5 separate regions of the Mus musculus genome follow, and all the other regions are linked to region 4. The links are chromatin contacts, called in public Hi-C and HiChIP or PLAC-seq maps. All regions are on one chromosome and are shown on one strand. The core of a region is the stretch at or near the end of the contact, and the rest is flanking DNA. Distances in the headings are between cores, read along the strand shown. Region 1 holds the start of Emilin2 (elastin microfibril interfacer 2). Region 2 overlaps Dlgap1 (DLG associated protein 1). Region 3 overlaps Emilin2 (elastin microfibril interfacer 2). Region 4 holds the start of Tgif1 (TGFB-induced factor homeobox 1). Region 5 overlaps Lpin2 (lipin 2).

What was found. A called contact is a pair of places that touch in the nucleus more often than the background predicts. HiChIP or PLAC-seq counts read pairs in DNA pulled down with a chosen protein or histone mark.
Region 1: a contact with region 4 is called in a Hi-C map of bone marrow-derived macrophages, with 3 times the contacts expected there. The contact joins the promoter of Emilin2 here to the promoter of Tgif1 in region 4. A contact is called at or near these places in 1 of 484 Hi-C or Micro-C datasets (bone marrow-derived macrophages), 3 of 115 datasets of contacts at active chromatin or transcription factors (bone marrow-derived dendritic cells, large pre-B cells and memory CD8 T cells) and 1 of 9 other capture datasets (adipose tissue).
Region 2: a contact with region 4 is called in a Hi-C map of cerebral cortex, with 5 times the contacts expected there. The contact joins the enhancer-like site here to the promoter of Tgif1 in region 4. A contact is called at or near these places in 1 of 39 promoter capture datasets (the 3T3-L1 cell line), 4 of 484 Hi-C or Micro-C datasets (cerebral cortex, myocytes and uterus) and 1 of 115 datasets of contacts at active chromatin or transcription factors (astrocytes).
Region 3: a contact with region 4 is called in a FOXA1 HiChIP or PLAC-seq map of pancreatic cancer cells. The contact joins the enhancer-like site here to the promoter of Tgif1 in region 4. A contact is called at or near these places in 5 of 484 Hi-C or Micro-C datasets (the G1E-ER4 cell line, granulosa cells, spermatogonial stem cells and 1 more) and 3 of 115 datasets of contacts at active chromatin or transcription factors (bone marrow-derived macrophages, memory CD8 T cells and pancreatic cancer cells).
Region 5: a contact with region 4 is called in an H3K4me3 HiChIP or PLAC-seq map of bone marrow-derived macrophages, with 4 times the contacts expected there. The contact joins the enhancer-like site here to the promoter of Tgif1 in region 4. A contact is called at or near these places in 8 of 39 promoter capture datasets (the 3T3-L1 cell line, the HPC-7 cell line, HPC-7-derived erythroid cells and 4 more), 5 of 484 Hi-C or Micro-C datasets (liver, muscle stem cells and natural killer cells), 6 of 115 datasets of contacts at active chromatin or transcription factors (bone marrow-derived macrophages, double positive thymocytes, effector CD8 T cells and 3 more) and 3 of 9 other capture datasets (adipose tissue, liver and macrophages).

What each region holds. Positions count from the first base shown.
Region 1 is chr17:71,309,118-71,312,822 of GRCm38.p6, reverse strand. Emilin2 (elastin microfibril interfacer 2) reads left to right here and starts at 1,812. Exons shown (of 8, transcript NM_145158.4): 1 at 1,812-2,105; 2 at 2,552-2,674. The coding sequence starts at 1,963.
Region 2 is chr17:70,525,769-70,529,728 of GRCm38.p6, reverse strand. All of the region lies in intron 2 of Dlgap1 (DLG associated protein 1), which reads right to left. Among named protein-coding and RNA genes, the nearest start is that of Gm46581, 79 kb to the left of the region's middle. Within about 2 kb of position 2,393, at least 13 of the 459 cell types and tissues checked have an H3K27ac peak or open chromatin away from gene starts, as enhancers often do. A contact at or near this core is called in cerebral cortex, where this site is marked.
Region 3 is chr17:71,265,083-71,268,904 of GRCm38.p6, reverse strand. All of the region lies in intron 4 of Emilin2 (elastin microfibril interfacer 2), which reads left to right. Among named protein-coding and RNA genes, the nearest start is that of Emilin2, 44 kb to the left of the region's middle. Within about 2 kb of position 1,339, at least 33 of the 459 cell types and tissues checked have an H3K27ac peak or open chromatin away from gene starts, as enhancers often do. A contact at or near this core is called in the G1E-ER4 cell line and pancreatic cancer cells, where this site is marked.
Region 4 is chr17:70,849,041-70,853,101 of GRCm38.p6, reverse strand. Tgif1 (TGFB-induced factor homeobox 1) reads left to right here and starts at 1,892. Exons shown (of 3, transcript NM_009372.3): 1 at 1,892-2,230. The coding sequence starts at 2,215.
Region 5 is chr17:71,213,301-71,217,031 of GRCm38.p6, reverse strand. It overlaps Lpin2 (lipin 2), which reads right to left. Exons shown (of 20, transcript NM_001357791.1): 2 at 1,868-2,068. The coding sequence starts at 2,059. Among named protein-coding and RNA genes, the nearest start is that of Lpin2, 32 kb to the right of the region's middle. Within about 2 kb of position 2,266, at least 75 of the 459 cell types and tissues checked have an H3K27ac peak or open chromatin away from gene starts, as enhancers often do. A contact at or near this core is called in the HPC-7 cell line, adipose tissue, bone marrow-derived macrophages and 4 more, where this site is marked.

The DNA of each region.
Region 1 (3,705 bases), core at 563-3,062, 460 kb before region 4:
AGGTGCTCACGTGTGCGCATACACACACACACACACACACACGCACGCACACACACACACACATACCCACATGCATACACACATGCTGCCGGTTGTTGATGGACATAACTTGTGGGTTGCCCCCTATTTTTTCCTTCACGCAGTCTCCATTTCTAGACTAGATCTTCCCCAGGACACTCAATGGACAAAATGGAGGTTAGAGCTGGGTGACAGAGAAGACAAAGAGAAAGGCATAGATCAGGTTACACAGGACAGTCTTTTATCTTTGTTATTTCTCCCCCGTGGCTCTTTTGAAGGCAGGATGACTTCAGTCCACTATTTGTATAATCTTCCACTTGGAAAGTTCATGAACGGATTATGTCCTTACATGGTACAATTTTCTACTTTGGGAATTTTCTTTCTTCAATTTGCAAATCAAAAGGACCCAATAAAACCATCAAAGCAAAGCATATGAGAAAATAAAACAACCAGTGGCTTCATTTAGTTTTATCAAAACATAGCCAACTTTCCCTGTCCCTCCAACCCCCAGCCAACAGTGTCATGTTAGTTCACAGGTACAGCAGTGAGCCTAGGCTTGCCAACTAGGGCGGGTAGGAGCAGCAACTAATTTCAAAGGAATAGCTCTCTCTCTCTCTCCTCTAGAATACCCCTCCTTGGTGGTGCAGTGTGTAGCCTAGGCTAGCCTCTAAGGTGAGTCTCTTGCCCCAGCTTCCCAAGTAGAACACCCTACCCTCTGTGGCTGATTTTATCTGTGGAGTCACTTTGGTCAGGCTATAGAGAAATTGGCAAAGACCCCTGTAGCGTTTGAATAGGCAGAAAACATGACCAACAGGGGGAGCAAGAGAGGGAGGGAAGGATGGAGGAATGAAGGGTTGGAGGGAGGCAGGAAGGCACCAACAGAATCTGAACTATTTAGATGCAAAGACAAAAAAAAACTATTATAATAAATGGTCTTTTAAAAATGTTTGCCCGCACATACATACTGTGTGCGTGTGTGCAGGCCAGAGATTAATGTCTTGTATCCTCTTGTCAATTGCTCTCTCTGGCACTCCCCCCTTGAGCTAGGGTCTGTCAGTGAGCCTGCAGCCTCAGAGATTCTTCTGTCTCCACCTCCTTAGTACTGGGATTACAGGTTTGTGAAAGCCTGTCTAACTTTTTATGTGGGTGCCTGAGGATCTGAACTCATGTCTTCATGTTTGCGCAGCATTTTACCGACCGAAACATCCGCCTTTAATACTGATGGAAAGAGAAACGTCCGAGCAGGACATCTCCTCATAAACACTGGAGTAGCAAATGACAGTTTGCAGCTGCGGGGAGGCAACCCCACTATCCAGGAGCAGCCCGCGCATTTGGAAAGTTCAAGCCGTGTACTAGCTGCGCCTAGGAGAGCTCCTGCGTCTTCAACTTTCGCCCAAGACCTTAAAGATTGATGGGTAGACGGCGGTGGGGCCTCAGAGGAAGAAATCGACGCTGAGTCCCCCTTGAGTAGGTTCCCCCCGCCGGGGGGGGGGGGCAATAACTGATGGGTGGTCCTGGGCTTCTGGCCGGAGAGAGGCCCCGGGGGATCGAGGTGGGGACCGCCCGAAGCTTGCTGCACTTCCGGAGGGGCTGGGGTCGCGCTGTTTGGAAGGTGAGAGGCGGAGCTGCTGGCGTTTGGGAAGAGACCAAAGGAATGTGTAATTGAAAAGTCTGTAACCAAGACCCCGGTTCCTAACCCTTTGGCTCTTTCCCCGAACCCCCTGCCGAGAGGCGATGGGCCGAGAGATGGTGAAGGGAAGAGTCACGTTTCGGAGAGGGAAGTGAATTAAAGAGGGCGGCACCCGGGGGGACCTGTGCGTCATTGAGGGACCGCGGAGCGGCCAGTGCGGAGGCGTGGGGACGAAGAGCCAGAGGGGCCGCCGAGCGCCCGAGCCCGCTGCCGGTTCCCGCGGCCCCGCCGCCTGCAGCCTTGTGGGGCTCAAGATGTGTCAGGAGACCCCGCCCCGACCCCGAGCACCCAGTCGCTGGACGCCGGCCCTGCTGGCCCTGCTGGCCCTGGGCGGCGCGGGACTGTGCCACGCGAGCTCGCAGCCTGGGTACCACGCGAGGCCCAGTGCCAGGAACAAGTAAGAGTGTGTCCCTTATGCTCGCCCCCAGCCCTAGAGTCCCAGATCCTAGGCGGTCACTCCCGAATCCGCCTGCGGGCTCCAGAGCTGCCCCGGCAATGGCGACGGGCGGTAGCAGAGAGAGCCCCATAGGCTTTTGGGGTGTCGCCACCCCCGGGTGGCCATGTGCTCCCCACCAGGCGCCCCAAGCATCCTGAAGCGAACCCGGGCAATGGGGAGTGTTCGGCAGAACTACGGGATCTGCCACCGAGCCCGAACACGAACACATCCTGTTCTGCAGGTTTGGGACTCTTTGGTGTTCCAAAGACGCAAGAGACACCCTGGGGTGGCAGCTTTGGCAAGCTCCTGCCTTCAGCGCTGGTGACCGCCAACTTGTTGGGTCAATTCGTCTCCCCCTTCTCCCCATTGTTCTCCAAGTTTATCCAGCCCTTTTCTCTCTACCCCAGAAACTGGTGCGCCTACATCGTGAATAAGAACGTGAGCTGCACGGTACAGGAGGGAAGCGAGAGTTTTATTCAAGCTCAGTACAACTGTCCCTGGAACCAGATGCCCTGTCCATCCGCCCTGGTGTAAGTCGGGGAGCACGAGGGCCGAGTGGGTGGGTGAGGTGGAGCGCTGGACTTCAGTCCTTGTGGAAATCTCTTCCAGACCCTCTACAAAGTCTGATATCTGCACGGCTCACAGCTACTCTGGGCTATTTAATGGTGTGCTGTTCTGCGTGAACCTTGAAGATGCGCAAAATTTGGGAGTTTGAGATTCCCTAGGCCACAGGAGAGGATGAACAAAGGCCCCACCCCCATCTCTCTCTCTCTCTCTCTCTCTCTCTCTCTCCTCTCTCTCTCCCCCCTCCTCTTTCAATTTTATTACTAACATAAGGCAGCTGAACCTAATTAGATCCATATTGTATGTTCTGGGTCGCATAGAGATTCTAAAATGTTTTAAATGAAGGATTAGCCGAGAGGTTTGACCAGTTGGAGTTCTGAAGGAGGTGAGTTTTGTCCCAACTGTCCTCTTCAGCGTTATGATTTTCTAAACTAAACTCCTCAGGTTGCTTTAGAACGTTTGTCCCTTTTCTTCTCAAGTTGGGTTTGTGGATTCTTGAGGCAGATCTCCGAATGGAATAGCCCTTGGTGATGTGCAGAATAGTTAAACATCTTTTTTGCTCATAAAGATTCCAGCATCTTAAAAACTGGGCACGGGGGCGGGGTGGGGGGGGGGCGATGATTTGTTAGCGCGGGTTCTGCGAACACATTGTACTCACCCAATTGGTGATCAGGGAGCTCTTTGAGTTTTTGTGGAAGCCAGATCTCAGGAGACCGCTGGTGTGGATAAAAGGCTGTTGGGGACACGTGATGGTGAGGATTGTTTCCACTAAGAATAAGCTGTTTGTCTTCGAGCACATTGTCAGCGCCGTACAGAATGGTCAGTGGTGGGCAGTTCTGTCTCTGGCCGGGCTCAGGACAGGCTGAGCTTGTATCCCCAGCAAGCTGATTCAGGGGGCAGGGAGCAGACAAGGCTGTAGACAGTAGGTCACCGGGTCCCACCCAGGCTGCGTGTGGGAACCACAAGCAGGTAGAGAGTTCCTGAGAGGCAAAAAGAA
Region 2 (3,960 bases), core at 1,144-3,643, 320 kb after region 4:
AATCTAATGAGGAACAGTTGGCTTTAGAATTACTTTTTAAAAGTAGCATGAAAGTCCAAGCACATATTTTCAAAGCATTAAAGTTGATAGGTGACTTTTAAAAATTTTTTTAAATTTTTTATTCATATTTTATTGATTTGGTTCATGAGATCGCCTGGCACAAAATGCAATCTTTCTTTCTTTCTTTCTTTCTTTCTTTCTTTCTTTCTTTCTTTCTTTCTTTCTTTCTTTCTTCCTCCCTTCCTTCCTTCCTTCCTTCCTTCCTTCCTTCCTTCCTTTCTTCCTTTCTTCCTTTCTTCCTTCCTTCTCCTTCCTCTCTCTCTTTCTCTCTTTCTCTTTCTCTTTCTCTTTCTCTTTCTCTTTCTCTTTCTCTTTCTCTTTCTCTTTCTCTTTCTCTTTCTCTTTCTCTTTCTCTCTCTCTCTCTCTCTCTCTCTCTCTCTCTTTCTTTCTTTCTTTCTTTCTTTCTTTCTTTCTTTCTTTCTTCCTCTCTCTCTCTCTCTCTCTCTCTCTCTCTCTCTTCATTTTCTTTTTCTGTGCAGTGAGTGCACAAGTCAAATAAGGAAGATCAACCCCCAAGACAATTTTCAGCCTATGGATTTGAGTTTTCGTCAGCCTCAGCACAGATCCCTCACAAAGAGCTCTTGCTTCTGCTGGATGGTTCACTGCTTCATGAATGCCTCAGAGAGAGGGCAGGGCCAAGGGAAAATCAGCTATTTATAGGTGGGTTTTTTTTTTTTTTGACTAAAAGTGTCTGCTCAGCGTGCTATGGAATATTTCCAAGAGGTGGGAGAACAGGAAACTATCTCAAATCAACTGGAAGGCTGGAGGAGTGTTATGGGGGACGGAATCTGCAGGGGAGTCCTTTGCAGAAAGCTCAGGTTTCATTTGCAAACAAATGACAGTTACTTTTTCTGACACTCAGAGAAGCCAACTAAACTTCTGCTACTTAATGAGAGAAGAAGAGAACGAGAATGAAAAGCCCATGAATTCTTCAAGTGTTGCAAGACACTGGAACCCTTAAAGGAATTTTAAAGGGGGAATACTTCTCTCTATACTTAATCCTTGATGGGACAGTTGCCAGCCAAATGATGCCCATGGAAAAGACAGCAAGCAGGTGGGTTTCTAAGAATAGAATGCAGGTCCCTGTGAGTTAACAGGGTCCTGCTGAGATGAGAGGACATCTCACCCTCCACTCACCTTCACTTTTATAATGACAACAAAGAAAGATGGCTGAGCTCATCTGCGTTTACAGGCAGGACACAATGCCATGAAATTCTGAGAGCATCCCATGGATTTTACTCCCACTGGTTGGGTGGTCACGGGAAGCAAGTGTAGTAGAAAGACTCAGGACTGTCTGCCAAGAGACAGCTGGCTGAGGAGGAAAGCCTGGAGCTGGCCATGGTTCTGTGGGGAGGAGGTCCTGAGAGGGACATTTTGTTCTTTGGAATTCTACAGACTTGAAAGAATGATGCACCTGGCTTCGGAGAATGGGAAGGTTGGCTGAGGACCTTGTGCAAGAACAATGGAGGATAATGCCCAGGACCTGTTACCACCATCCTTCAACTGTTGTGAAGGTCCTGCCTGTCTGGTTGTCATGGAGGAGACATTCCTCAAGAGAGCTAGTGAAGCCCATCAAGGATGCAATGGATGGGTGGCTCAGTGACCTGGTAGACATAACCATAGTGGTTGCTGTTCATTAAACTCATCCTGCTGATTTGCAAGGCTGCCTGGAAGAATGGCATGGGGGTCCGGGGGAGGGTTGGCAGACTGAAGCTATAAAGATAAAAGCAAGGCCCATGCGAATAGACACTTGAACAGCTAGAATTGTTGTTTACCAGCAAACACCGGACTGCATGGAGCTCTGCTCCACTGAGGTGAAGATCTGGACAGGCTCTTTGTGACCCTTTCACTTACACAAACTTCCCATGCTTAGTTGGCAGCTGATAAAGGAACTGTCCATGATGTGATTAAGAGCTACCATCATCGGACATAGATGGGATAGGGAGAAACGGGTGGGGTGGGCAGGAGGTTTCCTTGTCCGCAGAATCAGACATGCCTCTTCTGACCTTGTTTTGAAGGAACAAATCAGAAGGGGAAGAAGAGGTGCCGCGATACACGAAACAAAGAGAACATACAAAGAACGTCAGTAGCTAGACATTTATACCTTGAAAACCTTCCACACAATAATTTGAATTGATTTCCTAAATTTAGAGCTCAACTCTCTTCCCTAACACCCTAAAACAAATGCAGCCATCATGCCCATTATACAGAATAAGAAACAAAAGCATCAGTAATGTAGAAATCCAGCAATAACTTCAAAGCTTGGCTGAGCGGGTGAAGCCCACGTTTCGATCGGTTAGACTCTACTGCCCCCTACAGGAAAGTACACGGGACAATAAGCCTACAGCTCTGTAGAAGCCGTGGTTCTTGATGGATTCTATTGAGTCACTCTAGATGTAGGTCGTCAGGATCTCTTGGGTTGGTGCCAGAAATCCTCAGGTTTTCAGACCCCTTCAATGTCACTCTTATGCACAAACGTACGGGAGCTATCTCTCAACTGCAATGATTGAGAGACACTCAGTGATATAGGACTTCTAAAGGGCTTTCATACAGGCTTCCATGGGATACGGCTGTAGTCGCTTGTAGCCACGTAGATACCACGTTGTCTCATGTCAGGTAGTGTTTAGCTGCGCACAGTTCTCAGCTTCTTTGCAGCTGTTCTCATTTTCCTAATGTATATCACCCTATATATCATTGTATGCATGTGTCATTTACATATGCCATATATATGTGTCACATCACATATCCCTTTGGAAACTATAGATAACTATTGTCAGTTGTTGTCCCGGTGAAGTGAGGTGAAAGATTCTGAGTGCCAAGATTTGGATGCTTTGGGAGAAGCAGATAGTCTTCAGATTCCAGACCCTGAGCCCTCAAAGCTTTAAGTGTTGGATCTAAAGATCACATATCTAAAAAATGGATCTACCCTGCTCTGTTTGTCTTCTTTTGGACAATAATTCACCTCCAGTGAGCCATTAGAAAGCAGAAAGGATCAGTTTCTAACAGGAGGAACACAACCACTTTTTTCTGGGTCCGGAAAGAAGAGTTCAAAAATCTTATCATGGGGCTAAGGAGTTGGGTCAGCAGATAGAGACACTTGCTGTGCAAGCAGAGCATCTGAGTTCAATCCCTGGAGCCCAGAGAGGAAAGAGAGAACACATTCCTGAAGGTTGGCCTCTGATCTCCACCTACATGTGTGGCACATGTGGACATGCATTTCCACTCAGGCACTACACACACACACACACACACACACACACGCACACGCACACGCACACACACACACACACATCACACAAAAACAGTAAATAAAATGAAAATACAATATGCCCTGGGCAACCACAGAGTTACAAATTGCACATACTCACTTAGCTGACAAGGACACTTGTTTCCTATAAGCCTTTTAAAGTACAAACATGTTTCACATGTTGTCTCAGATCACCCTCCCACTTCCTCTTTGACCTCATTACCTCTGAAGACGGTAGTGCACATGAATAAGCAGGGATGTGAAAAGAGCCTTCAGGCTTTAGCAGAATGTGAGACACAGTGGGGAACAGAAAGCCCAGGCTGACAGGCCGAGTGTCCACTTGTGTCATGTCTTCTGAGATGACAATTCTTGCCAAGCCATTTCCTTTTGTCGTTTGAAGAAAGAGTAAGTAGAAGCAAATGCTTTCAGAAGTTCCTTTTATAGGATGGTCACTATAGACCCTCTATCTATGGAAGCTACAGTGTCCAGACTGTCCAGGGACATTGCGAATGGGAGGTTTACAAGGAGGAGTTCCTATTACTCAGAAAATGACAATTTAGAAGGAAATAAAAATAAGACGTTAAGCCCCTAGACAGTTAGATCAGGGGCCTGAACAATCCTGAAGGTTGATAATAAATTGTGGTTTTCAAAG
Region 3 (3,822 bases), core at 90-2,589, 420 kb before region 4:
CAACGGAGCCTTCCTGACTAGGCTCTCACTGAGGAACAGCTATGGGGAGGGAAGGCCACGTCCAGATCCTGGAACCTCATGAGGTGTGGGGAGAATTCATGGCAGTCAGGCAGCTGTGCTCTGGGCTTTGTCCTAGAGCATGGTGCTCATTTCATAGATAAAGTGTCACCAGGGCCAAGCACGGCTGTGAACTGGCCACTGTGCCCAGGCTTAGCTATCTGTAGTACACAGTCACAGTCTCCACCTCAGATCTCCCAGCCCCTGTATCTCTGGAATGTAGAGTTAAGGTCATGAGTCCCATGTGTTCAGAGGGTAATTGTCCCTTGTGGTCAAAATGCTGTCTGGACTGGGTTCTACAATAATAGGTACAGCCAGATATTTCCAGTTAATTGGCAGTGCTGGACAGCGTGGGAATCTGTGTCCATTCTGAGGCTCGTCTATGCGGAGTTGGAGACGGGTAGGTCTGGAGACAAATCGGTTTCCATGTATCATCCTTCAGTTTGGGGGTCATGCTGTGAGTGCAGATCATGTGGGCTTGGGAGAACTTGTGATGGAGAGGAGCCAAAAATAAGTGAGTGGTGTCCTCTGACTTCCAGCGCCAACAGGCCCAGGAGACCTGGGATCTGGAGTGACCCTGTAGCTAAGGTTGAAGTCACATGTCAACCAGTTAAAAGACAACAGAGTATTTGCTAAGCACCGACTGTAACCGCACGTGAGACTCTCTGAGGGGTGCAGAGATCACACGTGCCATCTCTCCTCAGAAAGCATCCTCAGATCTGTGAGGGGCAATGCAGTCTGTAGTCAAGGAAGGAGCAGGTATTACAGTACAAAGGGCCTGTGGACTCACAAGCTCTCTGTGCACCCCTGGACATAGTAAATGGGGGCTTAGTATGTAGCAAATGTGAATACAAAAGTCTGGCGGAGAGCCAAACAAAAGGGGCCACAAGAACTGGCTGTTCCCCTCACTAGGATCCCCACAGGGCTTCTCAAAGGGAAAAGGCACAGGGCTGAGCCTTCAGGCTGAAGAAAGTAATAACTGAGCATAGTTGAGAGAAATGGCAGGGTGAGCAGTGGGGTGAGAGAATGAGAGAAACTTCTAGAAGAAATGTGAATGGATAAATGAGGAGTGGGTGGAACTCAAAGGCAGGAAGAGGGGGCATTTGGGGGAAGACTTTGGTGTGAACAGGAGTTATATTTTGCCGCGCAATCTCCTACCCCAATCTCCATGGTAGTTATTTTCCGTCATTCCTGGGTCAAGGGCTTGTGCAGGGTAACTAGGCTCTGCTGCTGTCTTGTGTACTCAGCCTGAGTCACCCTCTTAGCTGTGTTTTGTGTTTGGAGGAAGGATCAGGTTCATGTAGGCCACGGTCCTGGAGTTGTGGTGAGCCTCCATGTCGCCCTGCTCCACATGTGTCCTCGTGGGCTTCCTCACATCCTGCCACTCTTAGGTACAGCTGGCAACCGGCCCACAGATGGAAAGCAAAGCTGTGGTCCAGACAGGCGGGGGCAAGGTAGCTTGGAATCACTTCTGCCTCATTCATTCTGTTGGTCACAGCAAACCAGCCTTTGAAGGGTAACACACTGTCATATTGGGAGACACGGCGAGTCCCTCCTCCCATAATTAGAACCAGCCCGGAGGAGGGGACTGGGCCTAAGGTACAGCTTGATGACAGGTCAAGATATAACTCAGGTTCCTATTGTCTGCTCTTGTGAGGTCCATAGGTGGACTCAGTTATGCAGCTGGCCTCAGGAGGGTCTTTCTTGTATCCTATCAAGGCATGTGCTCTTGCCTGGGCTTAAAAAGGATTCATATGCAAAAAAGGCTCTCATTCATATATACACACACACATATATGGACACACATATTTATATATAAACTCATACATGTATATGTGTATATATATATATGTATGTATGTATATATATATATATGAATCTCCTGAGACTCTGATGGGTATACAATTTCTGAAAAATGAACAACTACTACTACTACTACTACTACTATTACTACTACTACTACTACTACTACTACTACTAATTACCATTCATTCTTAGAATGACTAGATCTTGAGATTTCCCTGCCTCCCCCCCCCCCCCCCAGTCCTGGGATTGCAGGTAATCACTATAGTATTTCATTGCTCTTGCCTGCAGCTCTCCTGACTCTTTACATTTTCATTCATTCATTCATTCATTCATTCATTCATTCATTCATGTTTCATTCACTTATTCTCTTACCTAGATCCCAGTCTGGCCTTGAACTCATGGTAATTGTTCTACCTCAACCTCCTGAGTTCCTAGGTCACAGGTATCGCCACACCTGGTTCAGTAGATTATTTAGCAGATCTCTCCTAAGCTCTGTCCTGTCTCAGCCATCATGGATCTGACACTCTAGAGGAAAAGAAGAACAGCCATGGTGGTGAAAGTTTGACTTTAGTTAGCAATCAGTACCCCGAGGAAAGATAAAACAGAATAGATAGATAACGGGAAGCAAGAATTAATTTAGCAGGAAGATGGTCCGGAAGGCTCTGGGACAGGAATGGATTTGTTCTGTTGCAAACCTAAGTGTTTCAGTGAGACAGAAGGTGAGAGGCTGCCATGGGAAAAGAGGGTCAGAATCTGGTTGTGCCACACGATGTGGCTAGGATAAGGGATTTGATATACTATGAGAAACAACTGGAGATGGTGGCTTTCCCCAGCCTTGAAGTCCCAGTTCATCTGTACTGAAACTCTGTGACATGGGCAGGTTGTTTACACCCTGAACACCTACCTACCTCCTTTCTCCGTCTCTGCATTGGAAATAACAGTCACAATGGTGCTTTGTGAGTTAGTTGGGGGACAGCAGTTGGTAATCAGTGAACACCCCTCCCCCGCCTGTTTTAATTCACTCTCAACCCAATGGGGGTAGAATCTGCTCCCCTGAGCTGTCTCCCCTTTCCATTCTTCAATGTGCCCCACTCCACTCCCCTGCTATTACCGGGAGGAGAGTGGAGGCCTATGATAGGTCAATCCCTTCTAGGGAGAACTGCAGAGAGCTGCAGAGTGATGTCACCTCCTTACCCTTTCCTTTCTTGGCACCCTTTCTTGACTACAAGTGTGTTTCTTATGAATAAATACACTGGGAGTTTTTCAAGCCCCGTGTTCTTAGTGCACCAAGACCTTCCATAGTTAGGACTGTCTGTAACCTCATGTTTTTCCACCTGGCCTCTTTGTTCATGAAATTACGACTCTGAGCATTGATATGAATAAATGCTGAGACCAACAGCTTTGGCTCTGTTCCCTAACTAGCTCATATCTCAATAATCCAGTTTATTCTAAGAGTGCCACATGGCTAGTTACTGTCTCCTCAGTTTCATGCATCTCAGAGTTCAGGGTGAATCTCCTGAGCCTGACTATTTTCCAGAATCCCCTCTCTCTATGCTGGGTGTCCCACCTTCTAATCCTGCCCCAGCTCATTGGCCATAGGCATTTTTATTGAGTGGTGAAGCTTTCATACATTGCACAAAAGATTCCCTCTACAACCTTCTGGGTGGGGGTGTAATCCTGGGTCCCCACGTGGGGGGCACTGTTGGTCCTGGCTTTTATTTTCCCATGTGTGTGGGGGCCACTGTTGGCCCTTTAAGTGAATTTAACACATCTTTGCACCTTCTTTTTCTTGTTATTCACTCCATCTTCCTCAAGCTGTGGCTATTCACCCTCATGCCCTTGAGCATGCTTGGTGCCCAACATTAACCCTCCCAGATAAGAACAAAGGGTGGAACCTGCCTTCTTGCCAGGGACCTTAATCTGTAGCACAAATATCAATAGAAACTACTTTTGCAAGAT
Region 4 (4,061 bases), core at 643-3,142:
CGCCGGGTCCGGACCCGGCTCCTGCCACTCACTCGGTCCAGCTCCTCCTCCCCGAGTCTGTTCTCCCTCCTCTCCCGAGTCCCCGGCGGATGTGAGCCACCAATCCCAGCCACAAACACCAAAAACCCAGAGCGAGGCGGCCCTCAACCGGCGGCTGGGCCCTCCGTGGCCCCCTCCCGCACCACATGAGTCCCGCACCGGGGCGCAGCAGCTGAGTCATCCCCTGCCGGGTCCCGGAAAGCGCTGCGCCAGGGCGGTTTGCAGAGGGGGCTTGCCAGCCGTTGGGTTCTCCCTGGACACTGTCGTGCAACCGCCTCCTGCGCTGATGCCCGCGTGTGCTCACTTAGGGAGCACTCTGCAAACCACAGGATTTAGGGAAGGGGGAGGGTCATTTTAAGGTTCCTGCCTGCTTACTGTGACTCTTCCTCCAGTTGGTTCATTTTGGAAAAACCACCCAAGCTTCTTTTTTGACTCGGGGTTTTAACGCGCTCCTCGGAGGGGGCGCGGCGGAGGCTTGCTTTAATTTCCAACATAATCATAAACAGGTTCCAAAGTCTAGCGGGTCATCCTGTGGCCGCCTTACTGTGGCTCGGCTTTAACCTTGTTTTTACGGGTCTGTCTCCTCCTGCCGGATCTCCACCGAGGTCACAAAACCAGAACAGCCACAAAGCCGAAACTGGAGACAGACACCGGCGGTGACGTCGCTGCTCAGCTTATTTACGTTTGGGGTTTTTCCCCCCCTCTATGGGGAAAGTCTTCTGTGACATGTGACAGTTGCTTTTCTTTGCTTTTTTTTTTTTTTTTTTTTTTTTTTTTTTTAAACAACCGGGCATAGGTGAAAACTAGACCCAGAAGTGCGGGCGTGCGCGTCTCGAAGTCAGCCATAACAGCATCTGGCTTGTATTTGGGGAGGGGACGATTCTCGATTCTTCGTTCAACTCTTTGGAGCTCCCCTCTCAAGCAAAATAAACCAATAGGAATGAGTGTTTATTTAATGGCTAGTTTCTGTTTGAAATACTGAAGGGTGTCCTCTGGTGGGATATTAGCACACAAAGTAGACACTGTTTACTGAAACAGATGAGCAGTCCCGGCGTAGTCCCCCATCTTTTTAAAAAGGCGCGTGGGGGTGGGGGAGTCGCAGTGGGGCACACGCGCGCTCTGGCCGTCCCCCTAGCCCAGACGTTTAAAGAGCATGTGAGCATGACAAGTGTCTATTCGCAACGTGTTAGATTTCGAAACTGCCTTGCAATCCAATCCGGAACTCAGAGCTTTAGCCCGGGGGAATAGACATTTGCCCACGGTGACTATGTCTGCCTCCCCCCACCCCCACTGTCGCTGTTGGCAGAAGAGTCCACGAGGAGGAGGGTGCGCTGTGCCGCGCCCGCGTGTCAATGGCAGCTGCGCCTTCTGGAAGAAGTTGATTCTTGTCTGGAATACTTTTCCTTCGGTGCCCCACCCCTTGAATCAGAAGCTGCTGCCTCCGGCGGCTGGAGCAGAGACAGTGAAGTTTGGGGCAGCTGTCAAAAACAAGGATGGGGGTGTCTTTTCTTCTCTGGGGTGGACAGAGGAGATGTCCTTAAACCTCTCTCCATCCTTTACAAACTAAATGCACTCTTCGCTAGCCCGGGGAGGAAAGGCCCCAAAAGAGAAACCAGTGTGGCCGCTGAGAGCTGAGGGATGGAGATGGTGCTCTCGCCACGGGCAGGCAGGCATGACCCTGCTTCTGGGTTCCGCCAGCGCGTAGAGGGACGGGTGATCTCGGCCCCCAGGCCCAGGGTTGTGGAGCTGGAAGGTGCGGGGGAGGGGCAGAGGAGCGCGGCGGGGCGGGCGGGGGACGGGGCGGGCGGTTGGGGGCGGAGGCAGGACCTCCTGTACCTTCCCTCTGCTCTCTCACTCTGACAGCGCCGAGGTGCGCCGAGTGGAGCGGGAAACAAAGGAGCTGAGTAGGGAGGGAGGGAATTGGGCCAGGGAGAACCCCCGGCTGGCTGCCAGAAGATCCCGACTGGAGGAAGCCCAAGTGTCACTTGAATTCCAACCCAGAAGCCAGCGCCTGAGACCGGAGCACCTTGTTTAGCAATAGTGGTTGGAACACTCTCTTGTAAGTTACCGGAGCACTAGTATAGGAGGAGGATCATCGACTACCCTCCCGCCACTCCACGGCTGCTGGCTCCTAGAAACCCCAGCTTCACCTCTCACTGGGACTCGAGTTCCAGAATGAAAAGCAAGAAGGGTAAGGTGGCGGCGGGCTGTGAGCGCCCGGGGCACCAGTGCGGGACATGTGCGGGCCGCGCCGGATCGGGAGAACACTGACTTGATGGGACTTTTCGGACCAGTGGCTCCCCGGCTGGATTGGTGGCTGTTCTCTTTGTTGAGGCTGTGTCTCTGATGGCAGTTGGTGTTCTTTTCCTTCTAGACACAACCCGAGGGGCTGTTGTGGGGAGGCTGAGCCGCGCCACGCTGTTGGCACGTTGTCAAGAACCACGCTCAGCGCCTTGTTTGTACGCCTCCAAGTTTCATTGTCTTCCTGACACCCCATGCTCGGCCCAGGCGCCGCGTGGTTTCTAGTGCCGTTTCTGGGGCAGGGCTTTGCGGTTGATGTTCTAGGAGACCCTGGCACCTCGCTTTTCCCTGTGGGGGGTCCTTGGCGAATTCCAGTCGCCTTACCTTTTGTCTAAAAGTTTGTAGTTCCGGGTGTTCTCTCACTCCTCGCCGGATCCTGGCAATGTTTTTTTTTTTTTTTTTTTTAAAGAGATGTGTTTTTCACTATCAAAGGAATGTGATCCGGGACCCCCACACATATCGCCCTAGGGCGAGCATAGCTTTGGAAAGATGGACTTTAAAATTTTTACTAGTTTCTGAAAGTTTTCCCACGATGAATTTAGGACCGCGTGTGCTGTTAGAACACAAGTACCATGCAGTCGAAAACTGTCCAAGTGTGACAAGCAGGCTTGGTTGTAAGTGCAAAAAGCGAGGCTGTCATTGTTTCCACCAAAGCTTTACAACTAAAACTTGCCGTCAGTCTGGTTTAAAAACAAAACACACTGGGGAGGAAGGGGGGAAAAAAAAAACCCAAAAGGTCAAAGACTGTGAAGTCCCTTTTGAAGCTAACTTTGGAGTCCCTGACTGGGAGGTCCCTCGAGTGTTCCAGTCGTGGACTGGAGTTGGCTTTTTTTGTTGTGATTTATGTGGAGTGGTTCAAAACAGAAGTTAATCGCTTGGAGAAGCGGGCGGGGGGAAGGGGGCGCTGGTGCGCATGCCCGGGAGCTTCCTCGAGTTTGTTACTCCACATTCTTTCAGACCTAGACCGCGACTGCAGTTCCAACGGAACACGGTTATAGCAGCTGCCGCCAAACACGCTTCCTCACGGGGTTTCTCCGCGCTTCCTACCTTAGAGAGTTGGGTGGATGTTATTCTGTGAGAGACCCCGAAACATACGGAACTCATGAAGACCCCGGGTACTTGGTTAAGTAGGCCTCCTTGCTCCTTTCCACCCTGGGACAGTCAGAGTGTGGGCGCTCTGAGTTGGGGGACAGTTTAACTGAGCTCTGGGGAAAACTTAGGGATCTTCTCAAGACCTCTGTCACCCCTTGACGTGGCTGACAGATCTAGACCCCCGTGGGAGGCATTCCGCTCCAATAGCACCTCAATGAGGGTAGTTTGGTTTTGTGTGGCTCCGGGGTGCGGGAATGCAAAACTGGGTTTCCGTGGGTGGGGAGGAAGGCTGACGACTAGCTTCCCATTCAGGCTCCACCCTCTTGGGTGTCCCCTTCCCCAGATGCGAGGTCCCCAGCCCAAAGAGCGTGGGTTCCCCAAGTCAATCCCCCCGACTCATGGAAACGATGAACGGTGACGTGTTGGAGAGGAAACTTTGCTGAGACCGATTTCGAGTTTCTCATTGGGAGAGCTGAGACTGCTAAGGTTGTCCTGGCTCCTTTTCCCTTTTTTAGGCTTCCTCGGCACTGGGTCTGGGAAGGGGGCAGACCCTTGAGGATATGAACCGCACCGCCCCATTTCTTTACTTCCTTAGGGACCAGGGGCCAGCTCCGTTGCTAACTTGTACA
Region 5 (3,731 bases), core at 1,017-3,516, 360 kb before region 4:
AAGTTTTACTTTCATAAGAAAGCTGTGTTTTGGTAAATCAAATGGACAGATTTCTTCTCAAATAGATCTCCTAGATTCTGGGATATGAAGGAAGGGAACAGGAAAGAAGAAATTTTTTCTTTTCTTGGGCCCTGTGTATTATGATCCTAAAAGTACTTGGGGTAGGGGTGGGATGTCTGACAAGGTATTTAACAGTTAATGGTTAATAAAACCACCCGTGTAACCTGGTAAAGAAATTACATCTCTAATTACAAAGTGCACAGAGAATACACACATCTGCTCAGCTTCTCACTTACACAGAGGACAAATGCCTGCACACATCTGCTGCAGCTCCACTCAAAGGCCAAAAGCCTGAGTCAACCTATCAATTAGAAACCTGGTTCCAGAGAACGGTGGGGGGCGGGTATGGTATGGTGGGAGAAACTTCTGAGAAGACCCCCAAAAGAAATTTTACAAACAGATCCTTGAACATCTATGGAGAAACAGCTCTAATATGAAAGTACTAATAGTGTCACTACAAAAACCACAAAGGAAACAAACACAGAAAGCACTAACTATGGCTAGACAACCCTGCCCTAGAGTAGAAGCTGCCAGGCCAAGAAGTAACACTGTAGCTGCTTCTGCTTTCTAATGGGATCAAGCAAAGGCTAGTCTGAAAAATCCAGTGGGAAATGATTTTATAACACCCAAAGAGATGGTTTCTCTTTGAAAAATAAAGTCTAGTTTTGGAAACCCACTTTCTTTCAGTTTCAAAAACCCAAAGCCTAAGTAGAGGGAGATGTATATCCAAAAAAACACCAGCAAAAACCTCTTTAACTTGTGCATGTTGGTCCTTCGGCACCCACCCTTCCACTGTGCTACCCAGTGGCAAAGTGCTCCGAAATCTTAGTAAGAGTTGCTGACATTATTATCACCATGTGGAAGACAATGTGGAAGTGAAAAGTTGCCAAATACATGCTCTACAAAGTTTTATCATTAACTCTGTTTTAAAACCTACCATACACACAATTCAAAAACCTTCTTATTGCCCAATACTTGAGGGAAATGATAATTTAAAAACATCCAAACACTGCCCCCCATTAAATGCAAAAGAGGAAAAATACAAACATTCAATTGGGGTGTTTATTTCTTTTAAATAAATATAATCTACACTTGATTACATGAGCTTAGTCTACCTACTCATAATCAGTACAACAATATTATCATATATGTTTGTGTGTATGTATCAATCAATCAATCAACAGGCTCTCCTGTGTCTCAGGCTGGCCTCGTGCACCTCTGCTATGTGGCTGAGCTGAGAATGCTCCTGTCCTTCTGTCTCTACCTCCTCAGTGCCTGCACAGGCTTGGTGCATGGTATGCAAATGTTTTGCTGACTAAGCTGTATCTCCAGACTGCATTATTTTATTTTTAGAGAGCCTTTTTTTTTTTTTAAACTGAGGATTTAAAGCATGTACATGAGCCACAGGGTACACGGGTCAAGTCACTGGATGACTTCTGAGTGTGTTCTCTTGTTGCACCCTGTGGGTCTCAGGACTGATGGAGAGAGCCTTTACCACTGAATCATCTTGCTGGCCCTACACTATTTTAAAGTGCTATATTAAATAAAGCAAAATTTCTTTTTCAAAATAAGCCCAACTTCCTCATTTGTAATTATCTCCAGTTTTGTTCTGAGTCTCTTCATGATTTCAGTTTCTTTTTCATTTGGAGAAACTTTCTATAAGAGAGTCTTTTGAATTTAGAAGCCAATTCAAAAGCAGTACCTATAAAGTTGGTTTCTTACCATGGTCTTCAATAGCATGCAAGTTTAAAAAAAAAAAAAAGAGTAAGAGGAAGGGGCCGGTCACCATGGTGACCTGTGCACTCACCACTTTCTCCTTGGACCTCAGGACACCCAGCTTCCCGAAGCGTACGTGAAAAGGCGAGCACTGGTAGGAGCCATCCTGCTGCCTCACCACGACCACATCGATGCATCCAGACAACGTGGCTTGGTTAATGCCCTTGTAGAGTTCCTTCACAGTGACGAGCACCTGCCCAGCCAGCTGGCCCACATAATTCATGGTTTGAGACTGAGAAAAGAAAACGATGTCAGCACTAACTTTGACAACTAACAGCAACGACATAAAGAGTTTGATTAAACATACACTCTGCTCTGCTGTCCAGAGCCCATTGCTCTCCTGCTGCCCCAGCTACATCACACATATGTCTCAGACTGGCAGTGCCTCTAAGTGGGGTTGGAGGCTGTGGAAGTTCTGTTTCCTTCCACACCCCAGGGTGGGGCCAACTGTCTTCATCTCCCTCCACCAACCGCTCAGGACCTGCAGTACTATGTCCACTCTGACCACAGGAGGCAAGGACAGGAGGACTGTCACCTCCAGGGGAAGCTTGGGATTTATCTTTGCAGAGAGACAAGGGATACAACTGAGAACCGAGATCTTCTGGTTCAGATACATCAGGTACATGCTGCGTCAAGCGAGCTGTGGTAAGCTGCGCCAAGACTAACACACGTACCATGACTTCAGAACCTCAACATGGCATAATGGGACATAACGTTTGTGTCCCACAATGTTCAGAGCACAAAAGGGGTTTTGGTTTCTCAACTTCAACTCACTACTCAAATCAAGATCACCAGAGCTCTGCAATTCAAAAGAGAGAGGGTACATCTAAATCTGGCTTCACCCCTTACCCTGACTCATCCACTGAAAAACCCAACCCACACCAAAACAAACCCATTAGTCCTCAGGCTGTCAGCTCTCCCTCCAGCGGGTGAACACACCATCACTCAGCAGACACCTTTATGTTACGTTAAAGCCAAATCCACAGAGAGTCCATCCCCTGGATGTAGGATCAGAAAAACCTCCAGCTTTAGGCTAATGCAGAAGTCAATTTTTATTGGACTCTAGGAGTAATGAGTCCAAACTATTAACTGCGCAGAGTGGCCTCTCTAAACCAGCTCTGGTTGCCCTAAGCTCAAGATTCCATATTTGCAAAGTTCTAGAGAGACATTCTGTGTTGTCAGGTAAGTCCTAGGTGGAACAGGGACAAAGTGCTGATCCCCTAAAAAAAATGAAGTGGACCTGCCAGGTCCCATCAGCACATAACTCAGCCTACTGGCCAGAGACAGTCAGTGCCTAAGGCAAGACAGACTCCACTCAACAGTCTATACAGAGATGACTGTAACCACAGTCTAGCTGTTGAGTAGCCTGAAGCATATAATCCTGATTATTCCCCTGGGTATTCCAAGGTTTCCAACTGCACATTCCAAAGAGCTTGCTTTGTGCAATGTACACAAGCAGCTACATTTACTACGATCTCCTAAGGTGGAGGATGTCATAATTATAAAGAAAATATGTTATAGCCATGAAACAATTATAAACAGGTGGCTTTGGTTTTAGGATGAGGATGGTTGCTTTTATTTTGATAGCAAGGCCAGATTAAGCACACATCAAATACTTAATTTTTGAAAAAAAAATTTTTTTGAGATAGAGTCTCACTGTACAGTCCTGGCTGGCCTGAAACTCAAGACATAGACTAGGTTGCTTCTGAGCACAGAGGGATCTGCCCACCCCTGCCTCCTGGATGCTGAGATTAAAGGTGCCACCACTCCTGACCAACCTTTCTCTCCAGGGTCTCTTTGTAGTCAAGATGGCCTAGAACTTAAGACAACTTTAGTCTCTAAAGTGTTGGGATTACAGGTGTGTGCTACTATATTTGACAATAATTATTTCTTGA